3 separate regions of the Sus scrofa genome follow, and all the other regions are linked to region 3. The links are chromatin contacts, called in public HiChIP or PLAC-seq maps. All regions are on one chromosome and are shown on one strand. The core of a region is the stretch at or near the end of the contact, and the rest is flanking DNA. Distances in the headings are between cores, read along the strand shown.

Region 1 (3,981 bases), core at 1,204-3,703, 290 kb before region 3:
GCTCACGGCTCTGCAGTGTCTCTCGGACCTGGGGTCCCGCCGATGTCTTGAGAGCCTGAACTTTGCCCATGCTCTCCCACAGCCTCTTCTCCTTACAGCAAAACATTATGGGTTCAGGGAGTGAACTGCCACAGGAGAGCAGTAAAAAGGAGGCCGCGTTCCCCAAAGGGGAAGCCCCTGAGGTCATGGGCAAGGCCCGGGTGGAAGGAAGGGCTCCAGAGGGACGGAGCTGAGCCTGAAAGGAGCGTGGAACAGCCCGAGAGGCCCGGACTCTCCCAGGCACAGCTGCTCCCATCCACTCCACCGGCCCCATTTAGCATCCCCCAGAATCACCCCCAGGTCACTCCAGATGCCGGCACCAAAGCCACTGTGAAATCTGAGCAGGACTAAGACTTTGCTAGGCAGCTCTAGGCAGAGACAAACTGGAGGGAGGGGAGGGTGAGAACACGCCTCAGACAGCACAGGAGAGGGTCCAAGAAGCTGGCCAGAGCAGTCTTGGCCTGCAGCCCTGGCAAATGCCTCGCCTGGAGCTCTCAATTAGACAAACCCCCAGGGTCCCCATTCCACTGGGACTTCACACAGTAAGAAAACAGCCGTTTATCTCCCTGGTAGCACATGGAACAGTGCGCCACCATGCCAACACTGCCCAGCCCCGGGGGGGTGGAAGAGGGAGACCAGACCTCTCCCCCTCAACGCAGGCTCCACTCAAGGAGGCTCAGCCCCGTCTGTACCTCTGACAGTCCGTTATGGCCACTGTCCCTTGTCTGGCTCCCCGGGGATGCTGAGGCAGGCGGAGAACAGAAGCAGAGAGACGCATCCTCACCATTTGGTATGGCGCACAGGGCTCGAGAATGACAAATGAATATCTGCAACCGTTCTCTGCTTTCCAGCAAGGGAGCCCCATCTCCCCATTCATCCCAGGGGACATGCATGTCTGCATGGCAAGCCTCTGGGGGCAGAGCCCAGGAAAAAAGAAGTTCAAAAAAAAAAAAAAAAAAAAAGATGGACTGGGCAGTGGGGAGAGCCTGGGAGTGCCGTGGCAGGAAGCCATGCGGGCAGGTGAGTAGGGAAGGCCCCTGGAGCTGCCAGCAGGACCAGGCCCCTTGGGCAAAATAAAGGGGACCAACCAGGAGTGGTCTGGCTTCGGTCCAATAAACGAAGGCCCCTTCCCCAAGGAAGAGTGAAAGCACCATCCAGATCGTTTTAGCTCCAGGTTATTCTCTGAGCCCTTGGCTCAACAGAACAGGTCCAGGAGGGTTCAGCATCGCCATGGTTTCTGAGGACTGAGCTGCAGGTCTCCTGGGTTCCTGATTTCTTACTGCACTGCTCCTGCAGTTCCCATGGAGCTGGAGGAGAGCCAGTCTGGCTGGAGAGCTACACGGGGAGCACCCTGGGGGGGCCATCCCGAGACCCTAGAGTATCCACAGAGGACCCAGGTCAAAGAAAGGCCAAAAATAGCCTATTGAGAGGCTACTGCTGCCCAGAAAGACAGCAAATGCCAGGTGCTCTGGAGGCACCCTCCCAGCGGGCACCCAGCCCAGGCCTAGGCTCTGGCATTAGTGTCTGTCCCCAGAACTTCTGCTCTGTCACTGGAGTGCCCACCCCAGGGCCCTCATACCTTCTCCACGTTCTCCACAGTGAAGTCCAAGGCTGGTGCCGCTCCAGCCCCTGCAGCCCCCGGCTGCTCCTCCCGCCGCTCCATCTTTGCTCCCTCCCCAGCAGGGAGGTGGACCGTGACCTGTCTCCTGCCCCAGCCTCTTGGCTGCTGGCCCCCCTGCTAGACCCCGGCTTGGGTGCCCAGGGAGAGCTGGGGTGACAGGGGACCCAGGGCGAGCATGGCTGCCGAGGCCTCCCCACCTCGGTGGGGGGCGGGGGGCTTGCCAAAGGCCAAAAGGGGTGCCCTTCGGAGAAGACCCACGGAGGGGCACTCCTAGGAGAAAGCCACCGGTGCGGAGTTCGCAAGCGAGGGGTCCTAGTGGTAGGTCAAGGCTCTGTCCCCGGAATCTATGAGGAGAGAGTCACAGGGGAGGGAGGCCTGGGAGAAACCGAGGCCCCGGCCCGCCAAGGGTCACAGGGTCGATGGCCTGTACCCACAACACCCTCTTCTGAGTGAGCTCTCGGGTCCTAAGAGGAGGTCAAGGGGCTGGGGGGTCACGGGGGAAAGAGCCCTTCGCAGGTTACGCAGGCGTCCAACGAAGCGCGGGGCTGCAGCTTCGCAGGTCTGGGGCGAAGAGTCCGGAGAGTTGAGGGGCTGCGGCAGGTTCCCTCCGCTCGGCCCGGCCCGCGCTCTTCTCACCGCCGAGCTCCGGCCCCGCTGCCGCCGCTGCCTCCGCCCCAGTGACTGACAGGCGAGCCGGCCCGGCCGGGACGGGGCGGGGACCTCAGAGAGGTGAGGGCTGCCCCGAGCGCCTGTCCTCGGCACCGCCGACACAGACGCCGTCCCCCCCGACCCGGCTCGCCTGCCCTGACCCGACCCGGCCCGGCGCAGCCCGGCACGGCCCGGCGGAACTGCGCGGCAACTCATTCCGGGTCTCCGCTCCCGTCCTCGCGCCAACACGCGCGCCCCCGAGCAGGCGACGGAGCGGCGCGCCGCTCTAGGCCCCCGCCGAGCCAAAGGCCCCGCAGCTTTGCACCCTGGGAAATGTAGTCCGTTTTGCGCCCAGCGAGAGGGCGGCGCCTGGTGGCCGCGGCCGGGAGCACGTGGGCTTGGGGCTGGCGGAGCCCAGCCAACCCCAGTTTTACCGCGGCTTCCAGCGCTCCCGGTCGGACCGGCGGGCGGCGCTGCGGGAGGGCTCCCTAGACGGCTGTGACTCAACGGGTTGATGGATGGCGCTGGGAACCCAGGCTGGAGGATAAGGTGTGTGTTGGGGAGAGGAATACAGGGGACCCCGGTCACTCTGGTGCTCCGCCGCGGGCACCACCTGGGGCCCGGAGAGGGGCCGTCTGGGAAGACGGCTTCCGCACCACCCTGAGAAGAAACGAAACTTGGCACGCCTCCGTAGTAAAAAAGGGTGGCTCTCGGGGCCACCCATCGAGCAACTGGGAAACCGCGTACCATGGACAGTGCTCGGAGAATTTCCTAGGGTTCTTGGGAGCAACTTCTGTTTCTGAGTGATTAAAGTAAGAATAGTTCCCATTGAAGTGCTAGCATCAGTGCTTTGCATATCTAAGGTCCACCTCTCTCAGCACCTCCGTGGTGGGTAATTTTCATTCATTGTTTTCCGGGGAGGAAGCCAAAGTTGGAGAGGGTCGCGCTTACCTCGTCCCTGGGCACACAACTCGGGTAGCCGAGACCAGCCCCACATCTGACTGGCTGCAGGCAGACCCAGCAGTCCCTGCCCCTTACCCTCCGCTTGACCTTTTCTTAACGCTTGCCAGGGAAAGGAAGTAATCGAACGGGAAAAGACCTCTCCCTGCGCTTGTGCTCAGTGGAGGAAGCGGGCCATAGGACTGAGGCCTGAGAAGGTGGGTGAAGGCCTCCCTGAGAAAGTCCAGAAACTGGCTCTGAGTTTGAAGAACAGCAAGACTGGGGAGGAGGGAGGCTTGATGAGCTGTTAAGCAGAGTCCGGTGGGGATCTAGTCATTCGACAAACCTTTAACAAGAAAATGCTTGACGTACAGATAGTTTGTGTTCACTTTAAGAGGGAATGGGGGCCGGGAGGAAGGAGGGGGATGAGTAACAGAGATGAGGTTGGAAAGACAAGTTGGGAACAGTAGTCTCTTGAAGGAATTTAGACCTTATCCTCAGTGCAGTATGAAACCACGATGGGGTTTCAAGTGGGCAGTGATGACTGGATTTGCATTTTAGCCTCTCTCTGTCCTACGTAGGATACATTGAAGGAGGAAGGGGTAGAGGCTGGGGTGTTTGGAAGGATGAAGCAGGAAGCCAGCCTAAGGGAGCTGATTCCAGGTCTGTGCACAGGGCTGTGAAATGCCTTGGTCCCGAGCCTGAGATTTCATTGTGGAAGGTGTGGAAGGGGG
Region 2 (4,237 bases), core at 1,340-3,839, 310 kb before region 3:
CTTCGAAGTCCCGACTCCCTGAGGGGCACCTCCCCTCGACCGCCACCCTCATGACAGCACCCCAAGACCCCATCCTCTGGGCGACCCGTCCGTTCCTCAACCGGCCCTCACCCGGTGACACCCGAGGTCGCTGACAAATCCGACGACTCGATCCAGCTCATACACTCGGTCCAGGTCCCCGAGAGGAGTGCGCCGCCCCGCAGCTCCCGCCTCTCGCTGCAGCGCCGCCTCCGCGGGGCTGCTGAACGTGGACTCCATGGGGCAGTCTGGGTGGCAGGAGACAACCGGGAGCTCTCCCAGCCAGCTCCGGGCCCCGCGTCCTCCCAGACAGCCCTCGCAGCGTCAGAGCCGCTGGGTGCGAGCGGGGCTGAGGAGCCAGCCCGCCCGCGGTCCTCGGGCCAGTCCCCCTCCCATCCAAACCCCCGCTTCTCGGCCGCACAGGGGCCTCCGGGGAGATCACTTCCGGGTGTCTGAGGCGGGCTCATGGCAACGTTAAATCAGCAAGGCTCCCACGGAGAACCAATGAGTGCCCTCCGAGCCCGAAGCCGAGCGGAAGTGCCGCGGCGGAAGGCGCGGGGCATTGTGGGTGCTGTAGTTCTCCTGGCCGCAGGCCCTTGCAATGGTCTTCCGGTTCAGCCCGCCACGCACCCTCAGAAACACTGACCCTCCGGAAAATGACTACCCTAGTTTAAGCAGTTCCTGTCCGCCTACAGTGTGAAGCACTGCCTGTGCACTCTATCATCTGGGAGGCGGCATTATGTGGTTTTTAATTTAAGTGTCCAACTGTCCAGGTTCGAATATTGTGCTCTGCCATTTACTACTGAGACTCTTGGGACACTTATCCTACGTCTTTATAGCTGTTTTCTCATCTGCAGAATGGGCATTGTAGCGATAGCACTCCTAAAAGAATTGCTAGGTACAGTTAATTTAGACATAAAATTTCTTAAAAGTAGTCCTTCACACAGCACATATACTAAGCATTCGCTATTATCCTCACAGCAGTCTGTCAACCAGCCAAACCCTGGTTCACCAACTGCTACATACTGAGAGTTTCCGGTCTTTGGAGTAAGAGCTGTCCCATTTACAGATGAGGAAACTGAGGTTCAAAGACGCTAACTGCCAGTCTAACAAGACACAGCAGTCAGCGGCATCACTGATACCAAGCCCAGGTCTGATTTTAGAAGCTGTTCTTCAGACCCCTCATCCTTCCAAGTTATAGATGCTACACTTGTTCCCCGCAGGGCGGAGGAAGACACCTGGGTGCTACGTCATGGGAGAAAAGGACAGAGAGTATGTGAAACATCTCCACATACCTCAGGAGAAGTGAAAAATCAAGAGTAAGGTAAGATGGGTCTGAGGAGGGGTAAACGGGAAAGACGGACCTCAGGATGACATGAAAGAGGGGCTGATGCTGGCTGGTGAGGGAAGAGACTGAATGAGGATGCAGAACGGGGGACAGAGCATGGGTGCAGAAGTTGGGAAAAGAACAGGAAAGGGAGACAAATGTGGGAATAACCAGTTCTCCCATCACCTGCAAGGAGGCTCATGGCTCAAGGCTGGGAGTGAGGAGAACCAGTCCTGCTCTTGAGATCGAACTTAAGAGAAGGCTCGGTGCCTGAGCTGAGAGGCAGCCAGCAAGGAACTATGGCTGCGGGCACAAAGGGAGGGAGCCCTGCTAAGGGAGCAGGGCAGCAGCTGGACAGGAGCTGTCCTTGGTCCTGACCAGGCCCTGCCCATCATGTACTGGTCAGGTATCAGGGGTGGGGAGCTACCGCTTTGCAGACAACGCTTAAGGCCTGCCTTCCTCTTCCTCTGGGGGCTGCCGTGCATCCTCCCCCACAGGCTCAGTCCCACTTTCTCTGTTCCTCCTCAACCAAGGGCAAGTTTGGGTGTTTCCCTAACCCCGCACAAGAAACCCAGCCTGGAATTCAAAGCTACTCCGCATTTCTTCCCTCCCAAGTGGACCTGCCCCATCTCACTTCCAGCCCAAAGCCCCAAGTCCTCCACCTAGGAAACACCTATTCCCTTCAGAAATGAAACTTGCTCCATGCAGCCCTCCTCACGGGTCCCATTCCCCCAGCTCAGCTTGAGACTAGGTCGCCTTTGTTGAGACAGAATGAGAGGCTTGGTACTCAGCATTGTTGATTACATCAATGTGTGCATGCGTGAATAATGGGACGAACTTAACTGGACACCACTGCAGTCCCCACCTGCCGGAAGGGCAGGGCAGTTCTCGGAATGGTTCCCGCCTAGGCAGCTTGACTAGAGCAGTGCCCCTTCCACCCTAGGAGCTACAGGTTGGCCCCAGCACTCCCTACCAAGGCCTGGGTTCCAGCATCCCCCCATCCTTCCCCCAGGTCTTCCAAGGTCACCCCATTAGGGGGTAGTGGCAGTGGAAAGGAAGCGGAGACAGCAGTGCAGTGAGGACTCAGGTTTACTCTTTGGGGGCTGGGAGCGGTAAAGGAGGAAGTGTGGGCGGGACGGGGGCGCCCCTCAGTAGTCAGCTGTGTAATCTGTGCCATGCAGCCCCCGGCACAGAAGTGTGAATTCCTTCACCATCTCCTTCACTCGCCTCTTGTTTACCCGCTCGCTGAAGGAGCAAAGGGAGAGCAAGTTAGCACATCCACCCTGGCCTCCTCTGCCCCCCGCCGGCTCAAGCCCAGGCCCTGCCAGCTCTGCTCACCGAAGAATCTGTTGGCTGAAGGTGTCCTTCTGTTCAGGGCTGAGGCGGGCAGAGGGAAAGCCAGGTGACTGAAGTGCCTCCTTGATCCACACACTCAGGAGGCTGAAGCAGTGTTTGTTCAGAGCAAATAGGATGTCGGCAAAGCAGTCCATGAGGCTTCGGGAGGCCTGGCCCCCGATGGCCTGAGGGAGATGGGCTCTCAGCACACCAGGGCCTTGGCCTTTCTGCAGGAAGGATGCCCAGCCACAGGCACCCACTCCCCTGACAGGTTCTCAGCCCAATGCACCTAACAGTGCGTGCTTTTTAAGAGCCCGCTGATCCTCACAGCAGCCTAACAGCTCTCAGCCATTTGCTTGATGAACCAACAGGACCGGAGAGTTTAGGGAGCCAGAGGCTCAAGCTCCCCAGGAGGGCAGCTGCCTCCGCAGTGAAGGCCGCCCCACCCCGCTCCGTGCCCCGCTTGCTCCCTCTCACCTCCAGCACTGCTATGAGCAGCATGCGGCCGTCCTCCTGTACCACCTTCCCCACAGGTTCTACCTCCCCGCAGCGAGGCAGCAGCTCTGTCTACAGAGGGTGGAGAGGCCCGTCAGCCCCCGCTCTTTCCCCCTGTCTCCCTGGAGACGACACCAGCACACCACACCCTGACCTTCTGGAGTCCTGGGCAGGGCAGGCTGGGTATAGGGGTGGCGGGGGGTTAAGGGTTGGCGTGGGACTCACAAAGAAGCCACAGGAGGCCTTGACAGTAGGTGCTTCGGGGAACTTGAGGGCCAGCACAGCTGCGAGAGAGGCAGAGACACATGAGATGGGGCCCGAGCGTCCTCCCAAGGGGGCCCCAGGCCCCCCTGGCCCCTGGCCCCACTTACCACACTGGAACACAGCTTTGACATCCAGGCGTTCACACAGGAACAAGTCGGGCTTCCGCTTCAGAGCCTGCAGGATGTGGAGCTGGTAAGCCCAGCCCCGGCCAGCTCCAAGGACCATTCCCCCCCACTCACCTGCCACCCAGGCCCCAACTTTACACACCACGAGGAGAGGCTGCCAAAACCAGCCACCCGGCCGTCTCTGGGGGACCAGAGTTCAGCAGGTCCGGAGGGGAGTGGCCGAGGGATGCTACGCACGTGTATGTGTACATGAGTGCACAGGCGAATGGGAGGTTGGGGTCACGATGCAGAAAGTCTGGGTCCCGAGTCACCCCTGAGCAAACACCTCCCCACCCCACCCCCACTATCAGAGCCAGACCTCCTGCAGGCTCCAGGTTGCCAGCAGTAGCTTTGCTTTGATTCACAAGGGCAGTGGAGGCCCCCATGGGTTTGTTAACAGGGCAGCAGGAAGAAGAGGTGGCAGCTGGACCAACAGCCCCACTCCTGTGTCCCACCTGCATTCCTGAGACACCCTTCAGCTCAGGAAGAGGAAAAGCAGGGCAGGACTCTGGAGGCCAGGCCGCCCCTTTTCCTCAAGAGGCCCTGTGCCCAGGCCCTTCTCCACTGGACCCAGCCCGGAAGCCAGGGCTGCCAGGCTGCGGGGAGTGGATGGAGTACAGGGGCAGAGAGCCCA
Region 3 (3,943 bases), core at 1,329-3,828:
CCTCCACAGTCGGGTAGAAGGTCATTATCCGGGCACTGGGGTTCAAGGTTTCAGATTCAGAAGCCATTTCCCTCCTTTCTGAGGCCACTTTGGCAAGGCAGGAATCTGAAGAAATACGTTAAAACCGTAAAATTACATAAAATGCAGTTAAAATTAAATGCTGGGAGTGTCCGTGCTTAAAACAGGAAAAGATGTAGAAATTCTGAGGAAGCATGAAGACTTCACACCTGGAATTCGCCCCTAGGCAAATTATTTAAATGAGTAAGAAATACTCAGAGATAGAAAAAGTTCTGTTTAAAACAAATCTAATGTATCCAAATCAGGTATTTAAATCCCACTTAAATGGAAACGTTGTTTCAGCTAAAAAGAGCAACTGTTAATTATTTGGTTGCTGGTCCAATTTAACAATCCAGCTGCCCCGCCCACATTTTACCCTTACCTTTTCCTGCTGCTCCCCTTTTCACACCTTGCTAACTGCCTCTCTAAATACTAAACTTATATTTAATGTTATACTACAGCCTGATTTTTTTTAAAATAAATATCAATCTATGGGCTCCCTACTAGGGCACAGCTTTCAAACAGAAATTCTAGATTCCTAAGAAAAGTGACTTGACTACAGGTTTACAAAGTTTAAGGGTTAAAACGTACCCTGATATGAACAGCCTGAACTACGATTTTTTAAAACTCTCAAGTGAAAATGTTATCCAAAATGTGGTTTCAACACCGATATGTGCAGTCAAGCTGGAGACTAGCTCAACTGCACTGTACCCAGAACTCAGAGGACAAAATTTAAACAGGCAATAATCCGGCAACACAAGGGCAAACTTCCTAACTGACTGGAGGTGAAATAAATACTTAATAAATACTTTGTTTTTAGATGAGGACTTCAGCTAAGTGGGTGCATCCCCACTGCCTGATAACACAATAGACTATTTCAACTGAGTGAGAGCCAGGCATACCAGCTATGAGGAGCAAGCTTAGATGCGAAACCCTTACGTCCTCTTCTCTCCTTGATCTCCCCCAAATCTGGGCCCCAAAGCCACGGCAGTTCAGCTCCAAGAGTCCCCTTGAGAGCTGAAGAGGTCAGAAGGGAGAAAACTGCCTCCAACCTACCAAGCACCCAGTAAAAGACCGGGTAGATGGCATGGAGCAAAACTGACTGAGGCTGAAGGAGAGAAGACCAGCCCTGGAGCCCGCATCTCTCTGGCTTCCAACTAACCAAAAATAAAGTGTGCTCCTGGCCAGGCACTTTCATGCACCTCACCAAAACTTTGCATGGTAGGTATGCTGTAAGCCCTGTTTTACATACCAGGAAATTTGCCCACAGTCATGTAATATGCTCCCAGTACTCCTTCCATTACTCTATGCTGCCTACATCATAATCTCCACTTAGTCTAAACCCTTTGCAAGGGCAAATTCAAGTGTAGAGCAACCTGAAGTCTTACTCCATTTTGAAGACCCTCTTTTTTAAAAAACACAAGTTATCTTCCTTTTGCAAATTTTACAAAAACATATAATCATGTGAACACAGTGACGGGGCCCTGCCCCAAGCCTTGGAAGCCCCTAATGGGGCTTCAACTGCCCCCCACGGCCTTACATATCTTTATAAGCCTACAACTCTAGAACAATGCAGGGTACAGAGTAGGCATTCAGTAACTGCTGAATAACTGATTTCTTCGGCCGTACCTCAATTGCTCATTCCCTTTCTTTTACCCTAGGATTCCCTTCCCCCAATCTTCTCCCTGGGGAAAGCTCCTGTTCCCTGACACCCTCCTTCCCCCATCCAGCAACAAAGCCTAGTGGCTGAAGAGAGCACTGGCCCCGGAGTTAAAACTCTGAATACAGATCTTGTCTCTGCCAGTTATTAGCTGTGTGACCTCGGCTGTGTAAGCTGCCCGAGTCTCAGTTTCCCCTCCAGTAAATGGGGATCCCAACCTCCTTGCCCTGCAGGGTTGCCGTGATTAACTCAGATGATGCAAGCGAAACGTTTAGCACCAGGCCTGGCACTTATCAACTCAATAAAGGGAGCTGTTGCTAACAACCACCTCAAGCTCCCGCCCCCTCCCTTCGCAGCGGCTCCCGCGAGTATCGCTCCCAATGCAGTCCCCCGCTCCGAAGGTCCCCAAAGCTCACCTCGCAGACGCCCAGCCCCTCCCGGCCCCGCCGCCTAGGCGAGTGAGGCCCGGCCGCAGGAAGAAGAAAATAAGGCCCAGTAGACCCGCCCACCCTTCCCGAAGTCCATTGGCCGTGAGAGATTGGAAAGAGCCAATCTCAGGACCCATTTCAGAAGCTCCTGCTCCCAATGGCCGAGAACCATGCCTATCACTCGCCGCTGAAGGCCACCCTCCGCCCCTCCCCCACCGAAGCTCACGGTCACGGCTACAGCAGCAACAGACCGAAAGAATTCAAAAACCCTGTGGTTCTTACTTAAAGCCCGCCGCCCCGGCAGGGCTAAGGCCCGGCCTCTGCTGTCGCCACTAGCCGATCCCACTGCTTTTCCAGCCGGCGAACGACGAAGCTCCGCCTTCTCTAAAGTCGGCCTCTGCGCAGCCGCATAGCGCTCCACAGAGTCAACCAATCCGAGGGCTTCTATAAGCCTTCAAACAGCCAATGAGCGCGCGCCGTAGCCGCCCCAAAGTCCGGGCAAATCAATCTGCTCAGCCTATGAGCGCTGGCTAGCGCTGTTGCCAGGAGGAAACGCTGTACCACTCGGGACCGCGGCCACTGAGCATCTCGGCTGAATTGGCGAGCTGGCCAATCGTAGACAGGCTTCTGGCCGCCCGTAGCTAATCTCGATTGCAAGAGGCGAGTGCCTAGAAATGAGATGGTCGCCCAGGGTAAAGGCGATGATGAAGCTATTGTAGGCAAGGGTGGGGACAGTCTTTTGGGGGTGAGTAGAACCCTTGTCTGAGGGGAACGTGCACTGAGGACCCAGAGGGGCAGCTTCCGAGGTCAAGGAGTTTCTGATACAGTGACCGACCTGCCCCGGTTTGCCTGGTACTCAGTTTTAAAACGCAAAGTCCCGTGTCTTGGGAACCCCCTCGTTTGCCCACAAACCGGGACATTCGTTGAAAAGAGCAGTCAGTTCCTAAAGGGAAAGGAACTCTGAGGGTCATTAGGACGAGTCCTGAGGGGGGATGTCCTTAGGGTCATTAAAAAGCAGCTCCTCGGGGAGCAGGGATTTGGGGTCATTAGGAGCAGCTCTTGGGGTGGGAGAAGATCCTGGGAGTCATTAGACACACTTCTGGAGGGTGAGGGGGTTCTTGGAAGTCATTAGCAACTGTTCCTGAGGGGTAGTGAGTCACTCTAAGGAGCCCCCAGATTGTCATGGGTGATGGAAGGAGGCATAACTCTGAAAAGTAGAAGACCCACAACCAGAGTCATAAAAGATGTACAAAATTACTTTCTAGTGCTGTAGTGCACTAGAAAGAGCTGTGGAGTCAGATCTTGGAGTTCTCTTGCGGCACAGTGGATTAAGGATCCAGCATTATCACTGCAGTGGCTTGAGCTGCGGCTGATATGGCAGGGGTTCAATCCCTGGCCCAGGAAATTCTGCATGCCATGGGCGTGGCCAAAAAAATTAAATTAAAATTGTTTTAGGAGTTCCCGTCGTGGCGCAGTGGTTAACGAATCCGACCAGGAACCATGAGGTTGCGGGTTCGGTCCCTGCCCTTGCTCAGTGGGTTAACGATCCGGCGTTGCCGTGAGCTGTGGTGTAGGTTGCAGACGCGGCTCGGATCCCGCGTTGCTGTGGCTCTGGTGTAGGCCGGGGGCTACAGCTCCGATTGGACCCCTAGCCTGGGAACCTCCATATGCCGCGGGAGCGGCCCAAGAAATAGCAACAACAACAAAAGACAAAAAAAAAAAAAAAAAAAGAAAATTGTTTTAAAAAGAGCTATGGAGTCAGATTTGTGTTCAAAATCAGTCACTCCCTGGAGTTCCT

Evidence for each region. HiChIP or PLAC-seq counts read pairs in DNA pulled down with a chosen protein or histone mark.
Region 1: a contact with region 3 is called in an H3K27ac HiChIP or PLAC-seq map of alveolar macrophages. The contact joins the promoter of IPO13 here to the promoter of KDM4A in region 3. A contact is called at or near these places in 3 of 5 promoter capture datasets (fetal liver and liver) and 2 of 2 datasets of contacts at active chromatin or transcription factors (alveolar macrophages and skeletal muscle).
Region 2: an H3K27ac HiChIP or PLAC-seq map of alveolar macrophages shows a contact between it and region 3. The contact joins the promoter of DPH2 here to the promoter of KDM4A in region 3. A contact is called at or near these places in 3 of 5 promoter capture datasets (fetal liver and liver) and 1 of 2 datasets of contacts at active chromatin or transcription factors (alveolar macrophages).

What each region holds. Positions count from the first base shown.
Region 1 is chr6:167,345,352-167,349,332 of Sscrofa11.1, forward strand. It overlaps IPO13 (importin-13), which reads right to left and starts at 2,454. Exons shown (of 19, transcript XR_298727.3): 1 at 1,619-2,454.
Region 2 is chr6:167,325,171-167,329,407 of Sscrofa11.1, forward strand. It overlaps DPH2 (2-(3-amino-3-carboxypropyl)histidine synthase subunit 2), which reads right to left and starts at 2,590. Exons shown (of 6, transcript XM_021096833.1): 1 at 112-2,590. The coding sequence starts at 258. IPO13 (importin-13) reads right to left here. Exons shown (of 19, transcript XR_298727.3): 15 at 3,547-3,613; 16 at 3,401-3,459; 17 at 3,158-3,247; 18 at 2,684-2,865; 19 at 2,417-2,590.
Region 3 is chr6:167,639,803-167,643,745 of Sscrofa11.1, forward strand. It overlaps KDM4A (lysine-specific demethylase 4A), which reads right to left and starts at 2,579. Exons shown (of 22, transcript XM_021096835.1): 1 at 2,428-2,579; 2 at 1-105. The coding sequence starts at 67.